Linked DNA regions of Mus musculus: regions 2 and 3 are each linked to region 1. Evidence: chromatin contacts called from public Hi-C and promoter capture Hi-C data. All regions are on one chromosome and are shown on one strand. Each heading gives the region's core, a stretch centred on a gene start, on an enhancer-like site or on the middle of the called end of the contact. The rest is flanking DNA. Distances are from core to core; before and after follow the strand shown.

Region 1 (5,050 bases), core at 1,807-4,306:
AAGGTGGTTGACCAGAGTGTCCAACCCTAGTTGATGCATCTACAATACAACCCCAACATGTAGGGTTGGAGAATACTGAGGAAGGTGGCTGGGGAGACTTGTAAAAGCAAGAGAATCAGGATGTCTGCTCCAAGACAGTGTTTTCCACATACAACACTCATGAAATTTCAACCATATGATCGCTGGCTAAACAAGACCTGAAAAATGACAATAGCAGCTGACATGCTAACATGGATGGAAGAAGTCTCACAAGGCTGCAGCCCTAGAGAAAGAGCTACAGGCAGTCAATGGTGCTGGGAAGAATCAGTGAATCCTCCAGGGAGCCCCCACCCACACACACACCATAGTAAGTGGTCAGTCCTAAACAGATGCATAGGAGCAATAAAGAAAGCACTCAGCAGGTGGTGTTTATATAATTATATATGTAACCATGACACTTACATAAAAGAGTCCACGAATCGGAGAGAAGTTGGAGGAAGGACAGGGAGGAACAAATCCTATAAATACAGTACTCAAAATACGAAGTTCTCAAAGTAATATCCACACTGAAAATAGCTTAAATTATACGGCCCTTTCTTCTGCTATAGTACACAAAATCTGTCCTCAAAGTCATTTAGACAGGGAAGGTTAGAATTTCAGCCATCAGTGGCTCTTGAACAGAGGAAGACTGTTATATACCCTGGAAAAGACTATTGAGTAAGGGCATTTTAATGTCAGGGTAGGTCTACCAGGGTTTTAGTGAACTGTGATGTCTACAAATTGACCAGAACAAAGGACAAAGGACAGCTAAAGCTGTCAGTACTCCAAGAAGCAAACAAAAGCAAAAATTAAGAGAAAAAAAATGTAAGCAAATATTCAGTAAGGATTCACTATGCCACTTCTGCTGTCCAAGGCTTGGGGCTGGGAATATGAAAATAAACCTTGGCTCATCTTCCATTACAGTGGGATAACCAAGTAGAGAGAGACAGTGGATTTCATACATTACAGACCTTAAACTTAAAACCAAAAACCAAAAACTACAGTTGAGATAAACACCACAAAACCTACAGTGCATTACAATATTGTCTAAGAGGTCAGGGCTAACTTCCACAAGGAACTGACATTTTACGTGAGCTCTAAAGAGTGAGTGAAGTGGAAAAAATCGGAAGAGAACTTAAAGTCTGGAGGGCGAAATATGCCTCATCTGGGACACTAGGAAGGCTGCATGGCTGGGCCAGAGGGTGAACAAGATGGCTGCCTTTGGGAGAATGGGCTGAGGGATAAAAGCAGAGGCAGGTAACCCAGTTAGGAGGTTAGTGCAGACATCTATGCAAGAACTGAATGGGTTAATAGAAGTCAAAACCACATTGCCAAGATGGCTTGGATGTGTGCCAGGAGGAGAAAAATGTTAAGGAGTGTTTAAGCGTTTTGTTTGCTCAAATACAGTGATGGTTCTGTTTATAAGATCAACTCAGGAAGGCCTGTGCTTCACTTTAGTAGGGTTCAGTCTGAAGAGCACAGGTAATGGGGGAGAGTTAAGAAAACACACACACACACACATACACACTCACTTGCACACACACATACGCATGCATGACACACAACTGTAACTGAATAGCATGAAGTTAGGATTGCATTTAGAGAAGTACAAAACTCTGATAAAGATGGAGAATGAGAGACCAGCAGCTAGAGAGGATGTTGTGTCAGCAAGGAGGGATTGGCCAATGAGCCCCAAAGTTAGCAGAAACAGAAGTGTAAAAATGAGTTCAATGATATAGTGCCACCTATCATCTTAGACCTTTTTGTGATGCGGAGCAGTGGACACAAGTCTTGAACATCTGCTTTGGACCCAGTTAATATTTGTTTCTAATCACCCTTTAGTTTGAGTAGCATCATCTGCACGTTAATTATTTTACCATTACTTACTACCTAAAGAGCCTATAAAAATAAAACTATTACTTAAGTACAATATATGATTCCAGTGAACATTTGTGCTTAGCAACTGTTCATCTTAGTAACTTCTTCATCCAGTTTGCATAGAAACCAGCCATCTATTTTAACCCTCGAAGAAAAGCAGGCTGTGTTGAATGTCCTGGAACCATACAGCAAACTCCAGCAGGGCATTCTCCAGGGTTATTCAGACTATTTGCAATTTCCGGCTTAGGTGCTGACTTCAGAATGGGTTTAAAGTGGCACATCGAAGAGATTGTCCTGGGCTCAGACCATACTCTAGAGGTTAGGCACTCTGCTGCTAAAAGCATGCCGGAAGCCTAAAGGTCCCGTACTTTCCCCTGGCCTGATTCACTCTGGGCTAAACCTTTTATGTCTACTTTTAGAGTCCGATGCTTGTAAATATCCTTTACTCTAGAAGAGTTAATATAATAGAGACTTTAAACGCAAACAAGATATGCTTGTCATACACGATTAGTAGAAAAAGCAAGAGTTAGTTTCTCCTACCCACAGGCTGGGTTGCTCTGTCGGGTTTAGACTCCGGTTGAACTAGAAGCAAATTCTGCCCTCTACTGTAAGAGACTGGATTTAGTATAGTCAATTGCTTACAGTAAACTTTTAAGGGCCTAGTTATATGACCCAACCAAGCCTGAAAGTGGCTATGTAGCCTAGGATGGCCTCGTACTGGGGGCGACCTCCTGCCTCTGCGTTCCAAACACTGGATTTCAAGTGTGCACTAACACACAGGCTACGGTAAACTCACTCGGTCACCACCTGCGGGCAGCGAGACAGCAAGTAAACTGTGAGTCAGACTTGGGAAGCCTGTGCTTTTCTTACACCCTCTGTCCTCCGCAGAGCTCGGGGACGCGCTGGGGGCTAGCCTGGCCTCTCGCTGCCTCCCTGCCACGTGACTGCGTGAGCTGCGGGGGCTCGGGGGTGGCGTTTACCTGCTGCCGGTCCCCACCAGGTACGTGTTGGTGCCTTGCAGGGTCATGGGACCCGGGTTGCAGCCCAACACGCGCACCACCCGACTGGACAGCTGCTCGATGCGCTGCAGAGCGGCAGCCATCTCTCTATCTACCTCGGTGACCGCCGGCACCCGAATTCCAAGTCACTCAGCGTGCTGCGACCTCAGGCTCGGAGGGCAGGGCGGCGGTCTCGTGACGTCAGGCCCGGCGCGGATCACGTGGGACTTCGCTCAGTGGCCCGGAGCGGATTGGCGGCCACTATCTTACGACTTGCTGGCACGCCCGTCAGCCAAGTGACGGGGGTGGGGTGGAGGGATGAGTTCGCGGTGACTGTGGCATGAGGTGGCCTGACCCGCCCGCACTGGCCTCAGCCGGCTCCGTCGCTGAGCTTCTTGTGTCTCTGAGCCTTGTTTCCAAGTAGCTTTACATATCCATAAAGAAGAATGCAGTTACTTCATTGAAGTTAACCTCCAGAAGTGGGGGAGGGAAGGTCACAAGCTAGGCAGGTATGGGGAGTATTTACTGAGTCACCAACTTAGGAAGGAATGGCAGGCTGGTGATTTGAAGAATAGCTTACCTTTTACAATAAATGATGGCAACCAATGCTTACTTGTACCTGTGTGCGTCTAGCCAAGGGCCACCTCCGAACATTACTTTTTAATCCTCAACAACAGGAAAAAAAAAAAAAAGTAAAGAAAAGAAAGAAAGAAAATAAAAGCGACTGTGCATATCTGCAGAGGCCAGAAGACAATTTGACAATTTCAGGTGACTCAGGAACTGTGCATACCCTTCACCAGTGTTGACTTGCCACCCAGGCCAGACTGGCCAGCGGTTGACAGCCCCAGAGATTCCCATGTCTCCATCTCCCCAGTACAGGCATTATAAAAATGAGACACCATGCCCCACATTTTTACATAGGTTCTGGGGGATCAGCCTCTGCTTGTCGTGCTTATAAGGCAATCACTTTAATAACTGATCTATCGCCCCAAACCCCATTAGTTATCTACTCTTAAAATCCCACGTAGTTCTTAACTCTTTTTTTTTTTTTTTCGAGACAGGGTTTCTCTGTGTAGCCCTGGCTGTCCTGGAACTCACTTTGTAGACCAGGCTGGCCTTGAACTCAGAAATATGCCTGCCTCTGCCTCCCAAGTGCTGGGATTAAAGGCGTGCGCCACCACCACCCGGCAGTTCTTAACTCTTAACAGGCACAATTTCCCCCCATTTTATAAATGTAAATTGGAGTTTGGGAGAGCCAAGCTCTGCTTCCACTTGTTTTACATGAGCACATGGTGCTATCTGCGCAGAGTGGAGGGGCTTGTTTATCTCCTCTCTATCCTACCCTTGCCAAGGGAAATAGGTTGGTTTAGTGTCCAAGGTGAAAGTGATATAATTGCTCTGTCTTTTCCAATTTTCTCTGCCTTTCCCAATCAGCAAGTATTAAGCATTGCTTCCCACTTTAAAATTTTTAGTTATAAGTTACTTATAAGAAAATGCACAGATCCTAAGATATCCATCAAATTATGATGAATATATACCACAAAAGAGATGTAGAGTGTATTCACTACCTTAGCCTACTCCTTTTAGGAATATGGCTCCTCCAGCAAATGCTGAGGCACACAACCAAGACTGAATTCACTATGTAGAAGAAAAACCTGGGTGGACAGTCTGGGACAACCCAGTAAGGCTGTCTTTCTCTGTGAAGTATGCGACTGCATGCTTACTTGAGTGGAGTCTAGTGCATGGATATATGTTGGTCTGCGTCCGCTGGGCATGGCCTCTTGGAGAGTTTGACTGTGTCTACAGCTGGTGGGATGGGTGCAGTGCTGTAGGGAAGCACCAAGACACAGCTTCAGGGGTGGGAAACCACAGTCTGAGATGTGGGAAAGCTGGAACTGGTTCTGGGGTCCCTGGGCCTGCGATGAGGCCAGGGCTGTGGGTTTCTCAGACTTTTGGACATACATCCAGGCACAGCTGAGAATCAATCACAGAAGAGCCAAGAACAGATTTGGAGGCCCACAGAGTTGGGACCAGTGTCTAATCCAGGGGTGGGGGTGGGGGAGGAGAAAGGGGAGCTCTGGCTTGTCCCATGGGTGATTGTCCTCAGATTGGCAGAGGCAGGCTTCATAGTGGTTGTCATTGGACGTGCAGAGAGG
Region 2 (4,315 bases), core at 929-3,428, 140 kb before region 1:
ACATAGGCTCTATCAGATATTCTGAGCCAAAAGGCTCCAACACTATGAAGAATATTGGGGATTGTCTAGGAGGTCAGCTGTCTGTCATTTCTATAATTTTTGGAAGCTGAGTGCCTATGCTTTGTACATACTCAAGAAATATTTATTTGTTCTAAGTCTCTGGTAAGGTTGAAGACTAGATAGTTATAGTCTGACAATTAAACTTAAGCTTTTTAGCAGTTAGGAAATGTTTTAAGTATAAGAAGATATTTTTAAGTTAATATTGCAAATTAGGATAAAAATTAAGATAGAAATCAAATTAGATGCAAAACTCTAAACTCACCAAGATAGTATTGATAGTAGACTGCTTTCTTCTGAATTGCCAAATATAAAAAAGACTGTACTTTTTGTTTTGTTTTATTTTATTTTTTGTTTTGTTTTTAGATACAGGGTTTCTCTGTATAGCCTGGCTGTCCTGGAACTCACTTTGTAGACCAGGCTGGCCTTGAACTCATAAATCTGCCTGCCTCTGCCTCCCAAGTGCTGGAATTAAAGGTGTGTGCCACCATGCCCAGCAAGACTAGACTTTTAAAATATAACTCTTACTAATAATTTTCATAATTGTTTCTACTATATGTTGTTGATTATTATAAGAGAATGAGGCTTTTTAATTAGACAAAAAAGGAAAATTGTTGAGCTTTGGTCTTCTTCTTATAGTGTAATACTAAATACTGGCCCACAGGCCTGGTTGCCTCTAGGGGAAAAAGAGTCTCCATATACTCAAGTGACACTATATAGCCTTGCCCCTCAGTTACCACTGACTAATGAATAGAGATGCCACAGCCAATAGCTGGGCAGAAGAGAGATAGGCAGTGTTCTTGAGTTCCCAGGCTTGGGAGTCTGAGGAGAAGAAGCAGGAGAGAGGAGGAAGCCACCATTGGGTAAGTGAGTTAAAAATGTGTGGCCTGAGGGCTGAACAATTGGGGTTAAGAGCAGTGCAAATGGAACATTGCAAGTTATATTTCAGGGATATTGATGGGGAAATAGATTCTAATAGCATAGAGGGTAGATATCTGCCCAGCTCTAGTGTTGACTAAGTTTTACCATAAAAATAAAAGTTATTTGTCTTTTATCTGGGAACTGAATGATAAAAGCAGGGCAGAAACCCTAAATTGAGATTAAATAATTATGAAAACAACTGGGTCTTTACAGAAATGTCAAGTAGGTTGCTAAATAGCAGAAAGAATACAAAAGTGGGTATTATCAATTAATTCTTCCTGAATTCATTCGTTGAAGTCTCAACCCGAATTGTGACAAGGCTTGAGGATAAATAGGGCTTTTGTGGAGGTAACTAAAGCTAAATGAGGTCATAAGGATGGAGCCTATGTCAGTGAGATTACTGCCTTTGTAAAAAGAGGAAGAAGCAGCTAAGAGTCTCTCTTCTTGTGAGAGATAGAAAAGAAGAGTTTGAGCAGGGTGTGGTGGCACATGCAGAGGCAGAGGCAGATGGATTGCTGAGTTATAGGCCAGCCTGGTCTACAGAATGAATTCCAGGACAGCCAGGGTTACAAAGAGAAACCCTGCATGCAAAAATAGATAAGTAAATAAAGAAATAAAAATAAAAGGAAGGAGAAGATGTCTTGGGTGCCCAGCCAGCACATTGGTCTTTTTTTTTTTTTGGTTTTTCGAGACAGGGTTTCTTTCTCTGTGTAGCCCTGGCTGTTCTGGAACTCACTTTGTAGACCAGGCTGGCCTCGAACTCAGAAATCCACCTGCCTCTGCCTCCCAAGTGCTGGGATTAAAGGCGTGCACCACCACTGCCCAGCCAGCAGATTGGTCTTAAACAGTTTTCAGAATGGTAAAATTTAAATGCAAACAAATGTCAATGTGGTTATTGGTTAAGTCGCTGGCCTTTGGCATTCTTATGGCCATCTAAGCAAATTAACATAGCAGGTATGAAACTGTGAAAGCGTAGAGACAAGGCGGAGAAGGGGGTAAAGGATGGCTCTGCGTGGGGTTCATTTGCTGCTGTGTGGTCGTTGGACTCATCAAAACTTTTGTACTGATCATCAGCTTTTTCTAAAGATTCTGGGTTTTGGTTTTGGTTTGGTTTTGGTTTTGGTTTTACAAGTCACTTTAAACAACTGAGGAAACAAGTCACCTAAAACAATAGAGGAAAGAGAAAGTAGAAACTTCTCTTGGAAGCCACTGTCCCCATCCTGTGAAGGAACTGTGGCATGGACCACACCTAGGACAGTACCTCACCCCCCATCCAAAGTCCAATTTGTCTTTGAAAAGGAGAGTGGAAAAAAGGTGAGGTCAAAGGACACTTGTGTTCCAGGTAGAGGCTGATTTGCAGAGTCCCACGAGCTCATGAACCTCCTAGTTTGCTACTTCTTTATGGAGAACAGGATCTAGGAGAGACTTAGAGAAATAGGAGGACAATAGGAATTACTGATCGTGCTTGAAGCCCAAAGGAGGGCAAACTATCACTCCAGTCAGGCTAACCCACACCCACTGCCGTTTTAAAAAATTATTTATTGATTCATGTCTGTGTGAATATTTTGCTCATATGCATGTATGTACACTATGTGTGCTTATTGGATTCCCCTGGTACTGCAGTTATGTATGAACCATTATGTGGGTACTGGGAATGGAACTCAGGTCTTCTGCAAGAGCAACAATACTCTTAAGTATTGAGACATCTCTCCAGCATCCCCACTGCCTTTTAAATTAGGCCTATTACAAGGCCCAGAATACTCTAAGCCCAATGGACTAAGGGTTTTTTTTTATTTGTAACTACTGAAAAGTTTAAGTGACAAGCTAAAAGGAGACCTGCTCTCATAAAGTTATAGCTGACAAAATTCCATTTGTAGTTTGTATGTGTTTATATATGTGTATATTTTTGCATATGCATGTATGCAGGTATGTGTATATATGTATATGTATGTATGTATGTATGTATGTAGGTAGGTGTGTGTTTGTATATTTATGTATATGTATAGGTGTGTGTTTATATATGTGTATAGGTGTATGTTTATGTATGTGTATATATATATATATATGCATGTATGTGTCTAGGGGTGTGTGTGTGTGTGTGTGTGTGTTTGTGTGTGTGTGTGTGTGTGTGTGTGTGTGTGTGTGTGTGTGTGTGTGTTAAAAGATACAGAACAGCGGTTGTGACTTCTTCCTGTAGCTGACTTGCTGGTTTGGTTTTCAGGCATTAGTTTTTGACTGACAACCAACTCTGTACATCCTATAGATGTATTCTTGCATAACTTACTCTTTCTTTCTTTTTTTAATTGTTCACTTCTTCCTGTATAGTTTCTGTCTGTCCTGGTTATAGTTTCTATTGCTGTTATAAGCAACTTACAGCTCATGGGCCAACCTCCATTATGAGGGAAGTCAGGGCAGGAACTCAAGACAGAATCCTAAGGCCAAAACTGAAGGAGAGGCCACCAGGGTGCTGCTTGCAGGCTACCTCCACATGGCTTGCCCAGTCTGCTTTCTTATACCGTCCTGGACCACATGTGAAGAGGTTGCACAAGCCACAATGGGCTGATTCTTCTCATATCTGTTATTAATGAAGAAAATGCACCACAGGTAAATGACTCTAGCCTGTGTTAAGTTGACGTAAAACAAGTCAGTATTCTGTTATTAGAGAAATCAGAGTTATTCTTAATAGGTTTTTTTGTTTGTTTGTTTTTGTTTTTTCGAGACAGGGTTTCTCTGTACTTAATAGGTTTTTAATTTGCTTTTCAGAGCCTCAGTTTAAATAAGCACACACAACCCCATTCACCCATGTTCTTTGTTAACTTAAATTCTACAGGCTGAGCAGCATATGTGCTTAAGAAAGCATGCATGTGCAAGTGTTCTTAAGCACCCACATCAAACATGTCTCTAAGGTTTGCTTAAATAAGGAACATGGTGCCAGACATTGGTGTGCATGCCTTTAATCCCAGCATTCCCCTGGCTGTTTCTGTCAGTCTTCCCTTCCCACATCATCATTGCCAATTTCTTGACTGTCTTGCTTAGGACATCACCAGTCCCTCCTTGACGTCAGTCACAGCTCACTGTTGGGATTCATATAACTTACTGTTGGGATTCATATCATCTCTCATACTCTGTACTGCACCCACAGATCCAGGTGCCTGGAAATGATGCTCATTTCTTACTTGCAGTCTTCACATAGGTGCTTTGAGCCACCTGTTACCCTGGTCCTCTGCTCTAGTGACGGGGAAGGAGAGGCATAGAAACCTCTGTGGGGCAAAGAGATGAACACTGCACTGAAGCACGAGGAATGTACAGTGGAACCCCAGGAAAACGGGTGGTCAAT
Region 3 (5,028 bases), core at 1,606-4,105, 230 kb before region 1:
TTAGCAGCAGACTCACTAGGAAGGAGTCCCTGAGGACAGGGCCAGTGCGGACATCTGATAGTTATGCCTGGCACATGAGAGAAACCTAAACCATGCTTCACATTATTCATTGAGTGGGCTTCTCTAAGCAGGTTCAGGGACGGTTACATTCCACTCTGAGCTGCCTTCAACTGAGAGGAGGCGAAACTGCTACGCAGAACATCTTGCTTATAGTCAGAGACTCCATGCTGCCAAGTAGCTAATTCTATCCCCTTTTTACTGTGGGCCATTTTTAGTATGGTTTTCATAATATTTAGGTACCCAATGTATTTGCTGCTGACTCCCAAGTGTTGGACAATCGCCCTGATTTACTATATTATGATACAGTCTTTGCTTTGCTTTCTCTGGCACTGTGTCTACTGTACACTGCGTGTGTGCGCTGCACACTGTGTGCCACACATGCCTGGAGACCAGAACAAGATGCTGAGCCTGCTGAGGTTCTCTGCAAGAGCAGAGCAAACTATTTATTTATTTATTTATTTATTTATTTATTTATTTATTTATTTATTTAATGTATATGAGTACACTGTTGCTGTCTTCAGACACACCAGAAGAGGGCATCAGATCCCATTACAGATGGTTGTGAGCCACCATGTGGTTGCTGGGATTTGAACTCAGGACCTCTGGAAGAGCAGTCAGTGTTCTTAACCACTGAGCCATCTCTCCAGCCCCAGAGCAAGCTCTTAAACACCACACCGTCTTACAGATCCCAATATTTTATCTCCTGTCTAAGACAATGATCACACTAATTACATTGCTGCATCAGGCACTTCTCTGTTGCTGTGTTAGCTCACCATGACCAAGGCAACTTACAGAGAGAAGAGTTCATGTTGGCTTACTGTTCCAGAAAAGGAGTCCATAATTTCAGGGAGAGGGATGAGCTGGTTGCTAAAGCAGGAAGTTGAGAGACACACAGGAAGTCTAGGGTGCCAACCAGAAGCAAAGCTAGGCTATAAACTCTCCAAGGCCATCCTCCAGTGACATACTTCCTCCAGAAAGGCTTCACTTCCTGAATATTTCTTAGCTTCCTAAACAGTACCACCAACTTAGGACCAAATGTTATTCAAATATCTGAATCCTGTGAAGGACATTTCTCACTCAAACCACCACAGTGTACACACACACAACACACTCAAACTACCACAGTGTATACACACACAACACACTCAAACCACCACAGTGTACACACACACAACACACTCAAACCACCACAGTGCACACACACACAACACACTCAAACCACCACAGTGCACACACACACAACACACTCAAACCACCACAGTGTATACACACACAACATATGAAAATTATTCTGGGCATTTGTCTCAGGAAAATGAAAATTGATGCTTACATAAAACCTATATACAAATCTTTACAATAATTTTACTTCTGACGACCGAAATTTGGAAGACAACTCACAATTCCTTCAAAAGATGAGTGATTAAACAAATAATCCATCCATGCATCGAATATTATTCAACAATGAAAAGGAGTAAATTACACACACACACACACACACACACACACACATATATATATATACAACAACTTTGATGAATCTCAATGAATTGGTAGCAAATGAAAAGTCAGTCTTGAGATGTATGGTCCCACTCACTACAACATCCTTGAAATGACCGCATTCAGAGATGGAAACGTATTAGTGGTCTAAGATGGTGGCCAGGCTTTGAGAGAGTAAGTAGCAAGATTGGTCTTCACGTGGACTTGGGATGTATCTTGACTGATGATGCTGACATGAACACATACACGTTATGAGCTTGCACACATACAAGCATGTAAGACTTAATGGATGCATAGAAGCCTGCTAGATTTTTTTACCAATGCACATTTCCTGGTGATAAGATTTGTGCTATAACTACAGGATGTTGCTTTCAAGGAGCCTGGACAAAGGGCATACATACTCTTTCTATATTATGTCTTATAACTATTTGGGAATTCCCAGTGATCCCAAAGGAGGAGTCTGGCAAGTGCTCGCAAGCTGGAGCTGTTTTAGGACTTAGAAAGGAAAACTGTACATACAATGCTCATCTTTGGCAAGCTTTCTGGGACTGTGTGAATCATCAGTGTCATCTTAGAGTCTGGAGGTAACCCCGGCGTGTGGTTTTTATAATTGGAGATCACACCATGAAGATGTACCCACCTAGATCCTGTCCTTTCAATTTGGAGTTAGCAGCCTTATTAATTTTTTCCCTCATTGGTGTCCATGAGCTGCACTAATGACTTCAGTAAATGTTTCTACTACTTAAGAGATTTTCTGTGAGACATTGAATGCTGTATTATGGGTGCTCTCTATAAATACTGCTTAAAATTAGATGGCAAAGGCTCCCAATTCACATCCTGCCAACTGTCTTACCACACTTTTCCCCCCCTTGCCTGTTTGCCTGCCATGCTATCCTCTATAATGAGTGAGTTACAGTAATTGTAGCTGGAAAAATCATCATGCAAAGTGGGGGGGGGGGGGGGCGGGGCGGGGCGGGGCGGGGACGGCTCAAAACCTGCCTTATTTTTAAATGAGTAAAGCTTCTGTCGGTTTTTTTTTTTTTTTTTTTTTTGGCCGCGTTTCAGCCTCACAGCGAAGTGAAAGAGCCAAAAGAGGCAGTGGGGTAACTGGCACGTGGGGGGTGGGGTGGGGGTAGGGTCGTGGCAGCATCAATTAACCGGATTTCATTTTCCCTTAATAAAGAAATTCGGTTTTTCCACAGCTAACTGTATAATCAATTTGCTGCCCCGCTGCTTTGCTAACTGGCTGTTGGCGCCACTTCAATACTATTGAGCCTAGCCTGTGGCCAGAGCTCGAGGAGGAGCCAGCGGCAGGGAGGAGGAACTCTCTGCCGGACTCGGACAGACTCAGACTCGGCCGGCCGAGTTGACTCCTTCCTGCAATTTCTCTGCGCTTTGTTTGCTCCCATCTTTCTTTCCTTGTTATTTTGACGCATGATCTCATGTAGCCCAGGCTGGTCTCACTAGTAGTGGAGATTACACGCAGGGATCACAACATCTGCTTTATGCAGAGCTGGGGACTGAACCCAGGGTTTTATGCGTGCTACACAAGTACTCTACCGGTTGAGCTAAATCCTGGGGCCTGAACTCTTTAGTTCCCCCTCCCCCATTTCCCCCCTTCTCTCTCCTCTTCTTTCTATCTACGTATTTCTTTTGAAATTGCCTGCGTATGTTTGTGCGAGCGCGGGGGTGGGGTGAGGTGGAGTGGGGCGTACGACAGGGGGTGGGGAAGTTCGCGCCTGCCAAGACATGGGTGTGGAGGTCAGGCAGATTGCTTGCTGCAGTCTGCTCTCTCCACTGCGTGGATCCCCAATGATTGAACTCAGATCATCAAGCTTGCTGGTGGCAAATGTCCTTTCCCCCTTAGTCATCTCATTGGCTGTCTGTCTTTTCTCTGTAGGGAGCAAGAGCTGGCTGAGATGCCCACTGCTTGCCTTAACCCCTTGAGCTCACGTGATCTTGCTGCCTCAGCCTCCTGAACAGCGGAAATGACAGGCAAACACAGTGGCTCTTTCATTCCAGTCGTAGAGAATAACTAATTTTACTTATGATCATTAGTGTGTTCGCTGGTACTTTTATGTCACCTTAGTAACTCTGATGCATCTGTGCCCTGCTGTAGGCCAGAGGACTTGGTTCCCTCCTCTATTGTTTGAAGCAGGGTCTCTCTTGTTTCTAAGGTTCTGTTTACTCAGCTCGCTGACCTGTGAGCTTCTAGGTGATTCCTCTGTCTTCACTTCGTGCCTCCTTGTGGGTGTTTGAGGACTACAGATGTGCACCACCACCTCTGGATTTTTTATGTGGGTTCTGGGGAATCTAACTGAGGTCAACGGACTTTAGTGTGCAAGGCTTTACCCACTGAGCCATCTTCTTGATGCTCCACGCGTCCCCATCCCTCTGGTATAACAGCTGACTCTGGTATAACAGCTGACATGGTATTAGAGCTGCCTTAATCACGTTCTGATGTCTGGTTGACAAGTTTAAAGTCTTCCATTTACTGTGGCTTTGGAGCACTCTGGAAGGATTTTAGTTTTATGGTATTATCTAACTATGTAGGAATTTAGAGTGTTGAGGAAAAAAAAAAAAAAAAAAAAACCCGTGTTTCCAATACAGTTGTTTCTGTGAGTGAAGCAGCTGAGTCTGTAGCAAATGCTCTTTGCAATCAGCACTTTCAAGTTATCCTTCTGTCGGCTTGGAGAGAGTGCAGAAAAACCACATTCTCTCCTAACTGCTGATTGTGTTCTTGCAGCCTGTCCCAGGCCTGCAAATTATACCCTGTACGACGGATCGGATCGCTCACTAACTCACTTGTAGTTCCACATTTTTCTCTCTAGCTTGCTGGATTACAAGACACAAGTTAAACTACAAGATAAACAAATATTATCTTTAGTCACAGAATCACCAGACAAAAAGCCCCTCAGAGCAAGCTGGCTCCACCCTCCTTGTGGCTATTTCTGCTCCTTATTCTGAAGGCTGCACTTCAGTTTAAGGACCGTGGACTTGGAAGGCCTGAGGAAAGCTTGAGTCAAGATGGCCAGGACAACATCTGTCTCTGTGCTGGGACCCTAAAAGCTCCCCTGATAGCTTTGTCATCTTTAGTCCCTCGAGTAGCAGGCCTCTGAGGATCACACACCTTGAGAGGTCATGGTGTAGACATGCACACTGAGCCTTCTAGCCTCAGCTGTGGATCCTTCCTGTAGTTCTCGGAGTCATTTTTCTGACATTCATACCTCTAACTGTAAAGTTGGCGCTCCATGTCTCTGTGCCCTCATCCCTCAGTGATAACTATATCACAGTTTGGAATGAATCCCCTCCAAACCTATTACAGTTTCCCACTTCCCCCTACCTGACTTTTCTTAGAGGATCCCTAAGATGGATTCTAGCGAGCTGAGATATTTGTCTAGTTCTCTTGTATTTCCATCTGGTGTGGGGCTTCTTTTCTTATGAGTTATACTCAAAGGGGTAATAAGACCT

What was found. Promoter capture Hi-C pulls out the DNA fragments that hold promoters and counts their contacts. A called contact is a pair of places that touch in the nucleus more often than the background predicts.
Region 2: a Hi-C map of regulatory T cells shows a contact between it and region 1, with 2.1 times the contacts expected there. The contact joins the enhancer-like site here to the promoter of Lactb2 in region 1. A contact is called at or near these places in 2 of 39 promoter capture datasets (the HPC-7 cell line and pre-B cells), 1 of 15 datasets of contacts at CTCF or cohesin (large pre-B cells), 6 of 484 Hi-C or Micro-C datasets (the Ba/F3 cell line, the G1E-ER4 cell line, the N1E-115 cell line and 3 more), 7 of 115 datasets of contacts at active chromatin or transcription factors (the 230-238 cell line, CD8 T cells, double positive thymocytes and 4 more) and 4 of 9 other capture datasets (adipose tissue, liver, macrophages and 1 more).
Region 3: a promoter capture Hi-C map of the HPC-7 cell line shows a contact between it and region 1, with 3 times the contacts expected there. The contact joins the enhancer-like site here to the promoter of Lactb2 in region 1. A contact is called at or near these places in 4 of 39 promoter capture datasets (the C10 cell line, the HPC-7 cell line and pre-B cells), 4 of 484 Hi-C or Micro-C datasets (CD4 T cells, the G1E-ER4 cell line, the HPC-7 cell line and 1 more), 6 of 115 datasets of contacts at active chromatin or transcription factors (bone marrow-derived dendritic cells, embryonic stem cells, memory CD8 T cells and 3 more) and 1 of 9 other capture datasets (adipose tissue).

Annotation. Positions count from the first base shown.
Region 1 is chr1:13,657,453-13,662,502 of GRCm38.p6, forward strand. It overlaps Lactb2 (lactamase, beta 2), which reads right to left and starts at 3,057. Exons shown (of 7, transcript NM_145381.2): 1 at 2,877-3,057. The coding sequence starts at 2,998.
Region 2 is chr1:13,519,698-13,524,012 of GRCm38.p6, forward strand. No RefSeq gene overlaps it. Among named protein-coding and RNA genes, the nearest start is that of Tram1, 68 kb to the right of the region's middle. Within about 2 kb of position 2,179, at least 11 of the 459 cell types and tissues checked have an H3K27ac peak or open chromatin away from gene starts, as enhancers often do. A contact at or near this core is called in CD8 T cells, memory CD8 T cells and regulatory T cells, where this site is marked.
Region 3 is chr1:13,423,731-13,428,758 of GRCm38.p6, forward strand. No RefSeq gene overlaps it. Among named protein-coding and RNA genes, the nearest start is that of Gm39595, 3.8 kb to the left of the region's middle. Within about 2 kb of position 2,856, at least 280 of the 459 cell types and tissues checked have an H3K27ac peak or open chromatin away from gene starts, as enhancers often do. A contact at or near this core is called in the G1E-ER4 cell line, the HPC-7 cell line, the N1E-115 cell line and 6 more, where this site is marked.